Regions from separate parts of the Sus scrofa genome. Here region 2 is linked to region 1. A link is a contact called in public promoter capture Hi-C data. All regions are on one chromosome and are shown on one strand. Each heading gives the region's core, a stretch centred on a gene start, on an enhancer-like site or on the middle of the called end of the contact. The rest is flanking DNA. Distances are from core to core; before and after follow the strand shown.

Evidence for each region. Promoter capture Hi-C pulls out the DNA fragments that hold promoters and counts their contacts.
Region 2: a contact with region 1 is called in a promoter capture Hi-C map of liver, with 4 times the contacts expected there. The contact joins the promoter of UBE2G2 here to the promoter of LOC100622629 in region 1. A contact is called at or near these places in 2 of 5 promoter capture datasets (fetal liver and liver) and 1 of 47 Hi-C or Micro-C datasets (blood).

What each region holds. Positions count from the first base shown.
Region 1 is chr13:207,309,078-207,315,314 of Sscrofa11.1, reverse strand. It overlaps LOC100622629 (keratin-associated protein 10-3-like), which reads left to right and starts at 3,911. Exons shown (of 1, transcript XM_003358997.4): 1 at 3,911-4,887. The coding sequence starts at 3,958. The coding sequence ends at 4,578. All of the region lies in intron 2 of TSPEAR (thrombospondin-type laminin G domain and EAR repeat-containing protein), which reads left to right.
Region 2 is chr13:207,470,093-207,476,240 of Sscrofa11.1, reverse strand. It overlaps UBE2G2 (ubiquitin-conjugating enzyme E2 G2), which reads left to right and starts at 4,415. Exons shown (of 6, transcript XM_003359009.4): 1 at 4,415-4,554. The coding sequence starts at 4,512. SUMO3 (small ubiquitin-related modifier 3) reads left to right here. Exons shown (of 4, transcript XM_003359010.2): 4 at 1-938.

The DNA of each region.
Region 1 (6,237 bases), core at 2,662-5,161:
AAGGAAACAGGTTACATTTTTAAATGGCCTCTCTCACGTAATAGTGTGCATTTAAGGTTTCTCCGTGTCTTTTCATGGCTCCATCGTTCATTTCTCTTTCTTCTGGGTTTTAAATGGAGGTGAGATACTCATAGCGCAAAGTCGACCGCGTAACCCTTTCACGGGCGCCCTTGAGTGTTGTTAAGCTCACGCATGAGGTTGTGAAACCATCACCATCCGCCACTTGCTCAGGACTCTTTCTCCTGAAAAACGAAACTCTACCCCGTAACCAATAACTTCACACCATCCTGCTCAGGCCCCCTGGAAACCGTCATTCTACTCCCTGTCTCTGAAGCACCTGCTGTGAGTGGACTCTCAGAATTTGTCTTTCTGTGCCTGGCGTACTGATCTTGCCACGTGTCCTCGTGCTCCTCCTTGCTCACGTCAGACTTACTTCCTTGTCAAGGCTGCAGAGCATCCCGTCGTGTGTACACACGGCACCTCGCCTGGCCCCTTGCCCATCAGAGACCCCAGGGGCTGCTTCCCCATTTAAGCTGTTGGGAACAGGGCTGCTTGAAGGCGATGTTACAAATATCTCTTCGAGACCCTGCCTTCAATTCTTTTGATCAGAGACCCAGGAGAATTACTGAATCGCATGATAATTTTACGTTTAATTTTGGCGGGAACAGCCCTCCTGACTTCCACAGCAGCTGTACGAGTGGTTCCCACCCACAGACAGGGTACAAGTGTTTCAGTTCTGCCGCGTTCTCACCAATACTGTGTCTGTTTTTTAATACATAGTATTTATCCTGGTGGATATAATAGGGTATTCCACTGAAGTTTTGATTTGCATTTCTCCGATGATTACTGATATTGGGCATCCTTTCATGTGCTTATTGGCCACTTGTATACCTTCTTTGGAAAAACATCTAGTCAAGTCCTTTACTCATTTTTAAAAATTTTTTGGCCTCCTTTTGTCTTCTTAGGGCCGCACCCGCGGCGTATGGAGGTTCCCAGACTAGGGGTCCAATTGGAGCTGTAACCGCTGACTTACGCTTCAGCCACAGCAACGCAGGATCCGAGCTGCGCCTGCAACCCACACCACAGCTCACGGCAACACCGGATCCTTAACCCACTGAGCAAGGCCAGGGATCGAACCCACGAACTCATGCATCCTGGTTGGATTCATTAACCACCGAGCCACGATGGGAACTCCTCAAGTCCTTTACTCATTGTTGAATCAGATTTTTGCTGCTGTTGTTACTGAGTTTTCAGAGTTCCTTATTCATTCTGGATGAGTCTCTTATCAGAGATGATTTTCAAATGTTTCCTCTCATTTCTTTGTGTTGCGTTTTGCTCTGTTGATATTGTATTTTGGTGAAAAAAATAAATTTTTTATGAAGCCCAATTTGTGTATTTTTCTCAAGCTGTCTCTGCCATTGGTGTCATATCCAAGGAATGACTGCCAAAGCCAGGGTTGGGAAGCTCCTGTGCTATTTTTCCTTCTAGGAGTTGTATAGTTACAGGTCTTCCATTGAGGCCATGGATCCACTTGGAATTCGTTTTTGTCTGCGGTGTCAGGCCTGGGTCCGGTTTTCCCAGGACCTCGTGCCAAAGACGGTCTCTCTCCGTTGAATGGACTTGGTGCCCTCGTCAAAAACGATTTGACTGAGCGTGTGAGGGTGTGTTTCTGGATCCTGTCTCCTGTCCCCTTGATCCACAGGTCTGTCCTTCTGCCCCACCATCCTGCCTTGATTACCGTAGCTTTGTGCTAATTTTTGAAATCAGAAAGGGTGAGTCCTCCAGTTCTGTTCTTTTTCAGGATTTTATTTTTTCTTTCTTTCCTTTTCTTTTTTTGGCTATGTAGGGTCCTTTAAGATTCCACATGAATTTTAAGATGTTTTTATATTTCTGCAAAAAAAGGTCACTGAGATTTGGGCAGCAATTGCACAGAATGCGTAGACCGCTTTGGTGAGCACGGACTTCGTAACAAGAGCAAGCCTTGCGAGCCGTAAATGTGAGATGTCTTTCCACCTGCTTGTGTCTCTTCTTTCATTTCTTTCGACAATATTTTGTAGTTTTCACTGTACAAGTCTTTGACCCACGGGTGAAATTACTTACTACGTATTTTATTCTGTTTGACCATATTCTAAATGGAATCACTTCTGTAATTTCTTTGGGGGGTTACTCATCATTAGTGTGTAGAAATGCAGGGGATTTTTGTGTGTTGACTTTGTATCCCGCTTCATTTGTTGTTCTCATTTATTAGTTGTAAAGTGTGTGTGTGTGTGTGTGCGCAAAAATTTCAGGACACTTGGTTGGCTGTCACTTCTGTGGACAGAGATAATTGACTTCTTTTGCAGTATCAATGGCTTTTATTTCTTTTTTTTGTCCGGCTGCTCTCCTCCCCCCATTAGTGTGTGGAAGAGCAGGGGCGGACATGGGCACCCTCGCCCAGCGCCTGCTGTAAGAAGAAAAGCTTTCCGTCTTTTGAGACGGACTGTCCTGCCTGCTGTGGGTTTTTCATATACGTGTATATTTTTACATGTGGAGGCAGTTTCTTTCTACTTTTGGTTTGCTGAGAGCTTTCATCCTACGAGGGAGCTGAATTTTGTCAAGTGCTTTTTCTGCCTCAGTTGAGAGGACTCGGAACTTCTGCCTCCATCTGTTAAGGTGACGTGTCACAGCGGCTGGTTTTCATACAAACCCTTCCATCCTTGCTTCCCAGCAAAAGACCCCTTGTGGCCGTGGGGTCCAGTCCTTTCAATGCGCTGCTGAGTTCAGTTCGTAGTATTTTGTGGAACACGTTTGAATCCCTGCTCCGAAGGGAGACGGGTCTGTGGTTTTCTCTCTCGGGGTATCTGTGTCTGGTTTTGGTGTCAGGGTAACTGACGTTGGCCGTCCAGAATGACTGATTAGGAAGTGCTCCCTCCCGCTCAGTTTTTCCTAAGCTTACAGAAAACCACCAACAAATGTTTAGAAATCCCTAACCTGACATCAGGCGTCGACGAAAACTCACAGCCAGCGCCACACTCACCTGTGAGGTGTGAGTGGCACCTTTTCAGAACAGCGACATCGCCAGAGGCGCTTGTACCCTCCGGATGCCCAGGGCTCCAGGGAGGCCTTTTCCCTCAGGCTTCGAAGGTTCGCTGCCACTGTCTGCAGGCATCTCCACCGGCTGTGCTGCTCACACAGGATACACATCCTTCTGGAAGCTTTGGGGATGTTTCTTCACATCTGGTGTCAGATTTTTCACCAAGTAGACATGCACCCCTTCCCACTCACCTTGTCCCGGATTTGGTCAAAACCCAAATCAGAAGAACCCAGTGTTTGCTCTTCTGCTCCGGAAAACGTGCCCTTTCTCCCGCTTGCTGTGCCGCTGGCATCTCTACCGACTGAACGTGGAGGCCTCGTCTGCATCCCCGTTTCTCTCTGTCCCGCGTCTCTCCCACCGTCTGTGCTGCACCTGAGATGCTCTTTGTCTGTCTCCTCATCACTATTTCTCCCCTTGCTGACCTGTCCACTGTGCAGCCCTTCTGTGTGACAAGACGTCCTACAGCGCGGGCAGCACTGTCCCAACTTTCAGCTCCGTGCTGCCCAGATGGTGAGAGTCTGGGATTCACCCGCCTCACCTGCAGCCAGAGAAGCCTGGGGAGGGGAGCAGCCGGGCAGGCAGGGCCAGGGCTGCGGGAGTCTAAATGAATCCTGTGTTTGCTTAGAAAACCACACACAGGTGACGGGGTGACCGCGTGCTCAGCATGGCCAGCATTTTACAGGCAGCAAACGCTCCTGTAAACAAACAGGAAGGAACAGGTGCTCCCAGGCCTCACTCAAAACACCAACAAGGAAAGGGAAGCCTCCTGCTGGACCAACACGCAACGGCAGGGGTATAAAAGGCCCACATCTCTGAGCACCTCACACACACACTCACAAACACTCACACACACTCACACCTCCTCCAGCTCCACCACCCCCACCATGGCCGCCTCCACCCTGTCTGGCTGCTCCAGCAACCTGAGCTACGGCAGCCACGTCTGCCTGCCTGGTCCCTGTCACCCCTGCACCGGCTCCTCCTGGCAGTGGGACGACTGTCCAGAGAGCTGCTGCGAGCCCCCCTGCTGTGCCCCCACGTCCCGCCTGGCCCTCGTCTGCACCCCAGCGAGCTGTGAGCCCAGCCCCTGCCTGTCAGGCTGCACCAGCTCCTGCACCTCCTCCCCCTGCCAGCCGGCCTGCTGTGTGCCCGTCTGCTGCAGGCCCGTCTGCTGCAGGCCCGTGTGCTGCAGGCCCGTCTGTTGCACACCTGTCTGCTGCACGCCCGTGTGCTGCGAGGCCTCCCCCTGCTCGGCCTCCTCGTGCTGCCAGCCCAGCCCCTGCCCCTGCCCCTCGTCCTGCTACAGACCCTCGTCCTCCGTGTCCCTCCTCTGCCGGCCCGTGTGCCACCCCGCCTGCTGCGTGCCCGTCTCCTCCTGCGGGGCCCCCGCCTCCTGCTGCCAGCCCAGCTGCTGCCGCCCGGCCTCCTGCGTGTCCCTGCTCTGCCGCCCCGCGTGCTCCCGCCCCGCGTGCTGCATCCCCGCCTCGGCCTGCGAGTCCTGCTGCTGACCGGGCCCGTCCCCCCAGGGCCAGCGGGCTCAGGTCCCCCCCGTGACCTGGTCCTCCCAGCCTCCCCTCAGTCCCGACCAGGGTCAGGTGGCTGTCCCCACTCAGGACAGGGTCCCCTCATGTCCCCACTATCCTGACCTGACCTCTGAGCCCTGCTCCCAGGGCTCCTGCCTCCTAGGAGGCGCCTCCACCCGCCCCTGGGTCGCCTCCCCTCCCTCCCTGTTCCTCTGCCCGGGTCCCTCGGCCTGGACTTCCAACCTGCCAGCACCTCCTCGGGCACCTGGAGAAATAAACTCACTTTTCACCTGACCTGCTCCCTTCCACCTTCACTGGGGGGCAAACACGGGCGTGACCCGACGTCGGTCACCTCCAGCCATGGGTGTGTCTTGGGGAGGGTGCGAGAATCTCTGAGGCGGTGGCCTGACTGCTCTGGGCGGGTCAGCAGGTGGAAGGTCAGAGGCCGCTCAGGCCCCCTGGTGCTGGTACCGGAACACAGGGAAGCGGAGACGCCTGTTCTGCCCAGCCGTGACGTCAGCGTCCTCCCAGCCACCTGCCTGGCCGTCACCCCCTCCCCAACCCGGGAGCCTTCTGTCCTTGGGTGTCGTTTCTGGTCTCTGCCCAGCCACACGCCCTTCCAGGCTCCCTCCCATGGGAAGTAGGTGAAAGTGCCGTGCGTGTCCCCTTAGCACCCGAGTGGCCCGTGGTCCTGTGGCCCAAGCTGTGCCAAGCGGCTTTGCTAAATTAGAAGTTGCTAATGTGAAGACCAGGGAGGTTTCCGATGCCGTCAGCGTCAGAGCTGCGTGGCATTTCACTCATTGTTTACGGGGCAAAGACGCGCTAAGAAGCGAAATCTGTATTTTACGCATCTGCTTTAGCGTTAAGGCTTAATCGCCTTCGACTCTACCTTTGTCTGTGGTAGGCTAGACATTAAGAGACTCTAAGTGGCACTTAACATGGTCCCCAGTGTCTCCACGTGGTCTGAGCGGGAGGTCACGTGCAACTGGCAGTGAGGTGTGTGGCAATGGCCCTCGCCATGGGGGTGGGCGCAGGTTTTAAAACTGGTAAAATTCGCATGCCATGCAGTTTCCCCTTTTAACCTTTTTAAGTGCACAGGTCTGTGGCATCAGGACAGGCCCCCGTCCGTCGCCAGGACTTTTTCCATCTTTCCAAACTGAAACTCTGCAACCTTAAAGGACAACTCCCCATCACACCCCCTCCCCCCCAGCCCCTGGCGCCCACCGTCCTGCCTTCTGTCTCTGAATCTGACTCCTCCAGGGACCTGGAATCAGCGGATCGTACACTCTTTGCCCTTTTGTGACGGACTCGTGTCACCAGCATAACGTCCTCGGGTCCCTCCCAGTGGTGTGGGAGCCTCCTCTGAAAGGCTGGACAGACCCCAGCTGACCGTCCATTTCTCTGCTGATGGACTCTGGCCGCCTTGACGTCTTAGTGACTGAGAGCAAGGCGGGTGGGAACACGGGCGTCTCAACGCCTCTTCAGGACGCAGCTGCCAGTCCTTTGGGGCGCACCCCCAGAAGTGGGTTGCGGGGGCAGGTGGTGACTCCCTCTCAACTTCCTGAGGAATCGCCGCGCCGTTTTCTCCACCAGCTGCCCCATTTTATGTTCCCACCACAGTGCCCAAGGGCCCTGCTTTTCCAC
Region 2 (6,148 bases), core at 3,166-5,665, 160 kb before region 1:
GGCTTTTCCTTTCATTTTTGGTTTTTCTTCCTCTGATACCGTTTCCTTCAAACCCGAGGCCTGACCGTCCACCCTGGGCGCCGGCCCCTTGTCCCAATCATGCAGCGAGCTCCCCGCCCGCCCGGCTGCGCTGCGCCTGGGGCCGTGCTTTGGGGGCACAGCTGGGGTGGGAGACAGACGCCTTTCTTGTGAGCACAGGACTTTTCAATGCTAAATGTTACACAGGGAAGCTTTGACAGAATAGAGTCAAGTTGCAGGGAAAACACTGGAATGTTTCTTAAAAGGTAAGAAGTTTTTCAGGGACGTGGCCCCGGGGGGCCTGGGGCCCAGGCCCTACCACGGCCCACCGCCCACGGCCCAGCGCCGCTGCCCGGGCACAGCTTGGTGCAGAGAAAATTGGCTTTCCCCCTTTTCTGAGTTAGCAGGAAGTCATTCCCACATTTCTCACGGGTCATAGTGCCAGGGCCTCAGATTTCTTCTGGTGTTTTCTTCTGATGAGTAATGATGGTCTGTACATAAAAAGGAAGATGAACATTGCTGGGTTTGCGGTTGGGTTTTTGCGTAAAGGAGCCGCTTCCAAGGGCGGCCGCAGGCGAAGACGCCGCGGGGGCCTGGCAGCTGCGCCCCGCTCGCCCGGTCGGTGTGCAGCGTGCGCTCTGAGCTCAGCAGCTGGGGTGGGCCCCGTCCTGCTGGGACGGTCCTCCTCCCGGCCTTCCGTGCGGACCCGCTGCTGCCCGCTGGCCCGGGCCTCCGCTGCCCGTCTGGTCCCCCGGCCGCCGCCGCCGCCGCCTCTCGCTTGCCCGCCGTCTTGCTGAAGGTGTCTGCGTCCCCTTGGCGTTTTGCTCTTCGGGCGCCAGGGGGATGTCTCCGCCCCTGTTTGTCCATCACTCGTGTCCCTCACCACTGTCGCAGTAAATACAGTTTGGGATTCTGTCGTGGCCGTGTGTCGAATCCTGCATTTGGAGGGTGGGCTCGGTGTCGCATCCACGTTTGCAGCGACCTCCTGGGAGGCCTCGCAGACTGATTTCAGGGCTCGTTCTGGCGACCCCGCTGCCACCCCGTGGACTCCCGGGCGGGTGGTGCCTCCGCCGAGGCCACCCTCTCGCCCTCTCAGGCTCTGCTCCTCCCTCTCCTGGGAGTTGTTGGTGCTGTGAAGACGCAACGTTTCACCGGTTTTGAAATGCAAGTGAGGACACGAGCTTGAGAACGCCCTGCACGGTGACGCCGGTGTCACAGCGCTGGGGAGACGAGCACGCGTTGAAACGTCAAGGGCAGCTGGCAGGAGAGCACTTGATTCGGCTGCAGCCGCAGCAGGAGGATTGAAGCGGGAGGATCTCACAGTCCAGGGACGGAGTCATGTGCCAGGGACCGGGGGAGGGAGGAGGGGAGCAGCCCCTGCACCTGTCGGGGGCACTGGCCCGGGGGCCTGAGATTAAGGGCAGCACGAGTTTCCTGGGGGGCATTAGAATGTGCTGCCTGACTGTCACCGCAGCACCCACGAGGAGAGCTGGGAGTCTCTGAGGTTGTCTTTTATCTTTGAAATGTATGCAAATTGTGCATCTGCAGGAATAGGTCTGTTGATATTAATCTTTTAAAAATATCTTATAAACCTAATTCCCAGAATCTTTGGGTTAAACTGATGCCCGAGAGGGAGGCAGGCCCTATTTGTCCTGTTGTCAGGGTCCTGGGTCCCAGCTGGCACTGTGCCAGTTTGAGCACCAAAAGCCCCACATCCCAGGAACCCTCAGTCCCAGGCACACGGGGCAGTGCCAGCCTAGCTGAGATGCGCTGCGCGGGGGGAGCGTGCGTGAATACTGGCTCTCCCGCAAAACATGCTTGCGTGGAAAGGAGCTGCCAAAAAGCAGAACTTGAGTCCCCAAATCCAGAAAAGCCTCGACTTGTATTCCCAACTTGCTGGCCTCTCAGTGCGCAGAAGCCTTTAGGTGTCACACATCTGCTGCTCAGAACCCTTGGGATACCAGGACCACGTGACCCCAGCTGAGAATGCCAGACTTAGTCAATACAGGGCGTCCAGTACCACCTGAATCTTGGAGGGAGGGAGGGAGGGAGGGAGTGGCGGCCACGAGGAGGAAGACGCGTGGAGCAGAGCCTGCTTCGGGGGCAAGACTGTTGCGCCGGCCACGTGGAGGTAAGAGACTTCCACCTCGTGGAGCAACTTGTATTTTGGTTCTTGTCACTTGACACTAATCCCGGTACAAGCTATGAACACACATAATGCTCCCACGATAAGCCAGTGACGTCTAGAAAAGTAGCAGTGACACAGACACAGATGCAGTTAAGAAAACACCTGGCATCTGGCAGGCACTGTCATCCAAGCGTTGTGATGACATGGCTTTTCATCACCCAGGCTTCCTCAGTGGGAAAGTGCCGTTTCCTTTAGTAGCCGTGGAACCACACCCTCTGACGTCTGGCCTGAGGGGCTGGAGTGGGGTTTGACCACAGAGAGGGCAGCTACTGGGACCCGAGGAGGAGGAACCCTCATGAGTGTTTGTGCAAGTCCATTACTCTTTGAAGCTGTCTAAAGACATCTTGGGAGTTCCCATTGTGGCGCAGCAGAAATAATCAGACTAGCATCCGTGAGGACGTGGGTTCGAAGCCTGGCCTCGCTCAGTGGGTCGGGGATCTGGGATTGCCATGAGCTGCGGTGTGGGTCACAGACGTGGTTCAGATCCTGCCTTGCTGTGGCTGTGGCGTAGGCCAGCAGCTGCAGCTCCGATTCAGCCACTAGCCTGGGAGCTTCTCTATGCCTCAGGTGTGGGCCTAGGAAAAAGTACCATGTCGTCTCCATAACTTAGCACGTGGCCATTTGAAAAGGTCGCGTCGGAGTGGATTTTGGGGACAGACACCTCTGCCTTAACAATGCATAATTGTGAGGTTTGTTTGCATTGTTTTATTCAACTCAACAGAGAATTTCTTGCCTCGTCCAGGCACTGAGGCTGCATCCAGGCACACGAGATTACAAATTCCCTGCCCTCAGGGGACATGTATTGGGTAGAGGAGACACATAACAAGTCACATATTATGCTAGAAAGCAGCACAGGACATTACACAGGAGCTTCTGTAGAAGCCTCTGTTGGGTATGTGCTGTGAGGACATACTTTTCTTTGGCTTTTTAGGGCCGCATCCGTGGCACATGGAGGTTCCCAGGCTAGGGATCCAATTGGAGCTACAGCTGCTGGCCTGCACCACAGCCACGGCAATTCCAGATCCAAGCTGTGTCTGCGACCTACGCCACAGCTCACGGCAATGCCGGACCTTTAGCCCACTGAGCAAGGCCAGGGATCGAACCTACAACCTTATGGTTCCTAGTGGGATTCGTTGGCGCTGCGCCACAATGGGAACTCCAAGACTTCACTTTTTAAAAAGGTTTACATATCCTTGCATGGCAAAGCTACCAAGCACTAAGAGTGCCGACTTTTTCTAAAGTAAGGGGGATTCTAAGAAGCATCGACAGATTGCCCAGAGACAGTGGGGCGACCAGTAGAACCTCCGCGAACACTACGAGAAAAGGACACCCTAGTGTAGTCACCTGGATGCACATTACCCAGCTGGGGAAGCCGGAGCCTCAGGGAGCCTGGGGCCGGGTGAGGGGCAGCTGGAGGGGGACGACCACCCTTGTCGGCCTCCTGAAGCAGTGGTCCGGGGACTGTCAACGGGGCCGTGGGCAAGTCTGGACGCGCTGCCCCCGGTCCTGCTGGTCAGCCGGCTGTTGTGGTGGAGGTCGGGGCTGTCGGGCTGCTGCTTTGCTCCCTCCTGTCTCCCAAAGCTCCTCTCTTGGCCAAGCTGAATCCAGAAACACCGACACGGAATAAGGCCACCCCAATCGCCAATCTTCTCACTTAAAACCTAAAACCGTGAGGGTAGCCACAGGGGCACCAAAGGTCTTCCATGGACCTTCTCGTTTTAACTGCATTTGGGCCTCAAAGTCACCTCCTCTGAATGACACAGGGGTGGGGCAGCGAGCGAGCCCCGATACGGTCCATGTGCCAGCGTGTGCATTGTAGCCCACCGGACTGGCGGTATCTTCTTTCTTCCCCTTCTCCTGGTACTTTCAGCAAGTAAGCCATGTGAACCCCACTCTTCCAGCGGGCCGGCCGCCGCCCGCCCGCGCCGTCCCCCACCCTCTGCCCTCCACCCTCCTGCCCCCTCCCCGCCGTCGGGACCGCCCTGAGGCCACGAGGACGGAGCAGGCAGTTCGCACACTCGGCCGGGCGCCGCTGCGCCGAAACCTTGTGGAGCCTCCCCTCCAGGTACTCAGAGCCAGGATTCGGGCTGCGGTCGAGGGCGGGCCCCGGAGTCCGCGCCCGCCCCGCGCCTCCCCGCCGCGCACGCGCCCCGCGCCTCCCCGCCGCGCGCGCGCCCCGCCCTTCCCGCCGCGCACGCGCCCCGCGCCCCGGAAGGGCTCCGGTGCCCCGGAAGCGGTCCCGGCGCTGGGTGGGAGGGACGAGCGCTGAGGAGGAGAGGCCGACGGCACAGCTGTTACCCTGACGATGGCGGGGACGGCCCTCAAGAGGCTGATGGCCGAGTACAAACGTGAGTTCGGGGCCCGCGCGCCCGGTCTCCCGGGACGGCCCTCTCCTCCGCCGCCCGGCCCGGCGCCCCCTTCCTTCCCGGGTCCCTGCACACCGCCCTCAGCTGCTCGCGGCGGCCCACGCCCCCCTCGACCCCCGCGCCCCGCTCCCCCGGGTCCCGGCGCCCCCCCTTCCCTGCTGCTCGCGGCGGCCCCGCGGCCGTGGTGTAGCGCGCGCTCCGCCCACCCCCGGGACGGGCTCGTCTGTGCGCCGTCGGGGCGGGTTTTGTCCGGGCACCGGCGGCCCCTGCGAACCTCGGACCTGCAGGATCGGCCGGCGCGGCGCCGCGCTGGACGGGAAGCCCGGATGGTTGCGCCCAGTCCGGGCTCGTTCGTTTCCGTCTCTGGCTCTTTGAGTGACTCTCTCTTTCCGGCCTCGTGAACGTGCGGTGGCCGGAGAGGGGACGCCCAAGTGGCCTATCGAGAAGTTAGCAAAGAAACGTTAAGAGAAAAGCGCAGTGTGATGAGTTTGAGGTGAAAAGTCAGATTTGAGTTTTCCGTCACAAAGGGAGCCGTTTTTGAGCAAGGCCACCTGCCATCCTTCCTGGGTAGTGTTGGGAAAACCCTCGTGCCTCCTTAGGCAGCACCTTTCCTCACCGTTGGGGAGCGCAGCGGGAGAAGCGAGAACCGGCAGCCTTGCGCAGACCCCCTTCTGCAGCAGAGGCTCCCGGGAGGAGTCGCGGGGAGAGGCCAGCCCTGGCTGCGCTCGGGTTTGAAAGTGTTCTGCTTGGCCTCACACAGGGCGGGAGCCCGCCGGCGGCTCAGACCTGCCTCTGCTTATTAATTCTCTGACCTTGGCCTCCGCCCTTGCCCTCACCCGTGCAGAGGAGTGCTTCCCAGGTACCTGCTGGGTGGCTGTCCCTGGTCTTAGCTGTGGCTGTTACCGTTACACCGAGGACACTTTCGGGAGAAACTGGAAAATGAGCGTCGACAATGGGTGCAGCAAAGCTAACAGTACTGTGCAGGTGTCTCGGTTTCCTAAGCCTTCCCAGAGGCGCTGTGCAGGGAGCATTGGTGTTTGGCCTGAGCAGACCGCAGTGTTGCAGAGGCGGGCCCTCCAAAATAAACGTGTGAGTGACGCTCACCATCTGGCCTCCTCTGAAGTTGGGGCTCCTGCCCCACTGTCGCCCCACCGTCTTTCCCTCTGGGTGGCGGCACCCACGGCCTTCCTCTTCCCGCCTGGTGTTTGACTGGGAGACGTGCTTGTGCCACACGTAATCTGTTGATTTGAGTCCAAGCCAGCCTCCGGCCCGGGGAACTGCAGCGCAGATGCCTCTGCTCCTGCGCCCACTGCTTCTCTGCGCCACACGGTCGCATCGTGTCACTCTGCCCGGAAGCCCTTGCAGGGACCCCGCAGATGCTCTGTGCTCTGGCCCGTCTGCCTCTGTGAGATCCCCAACTCCTCCACCCTGGCACATTTCTCCAGCCCCACGGACGGTGTTGCTGCCACTTCCTCGCCCTCTCTGAACCCCCAGACTTGGCCTGTCCTTCCCGTTTCTGTCATCCTTCCTGTCACTAACAGGCAAATGTAACTCTTTTTTTTTTTTTTTGTCTTTT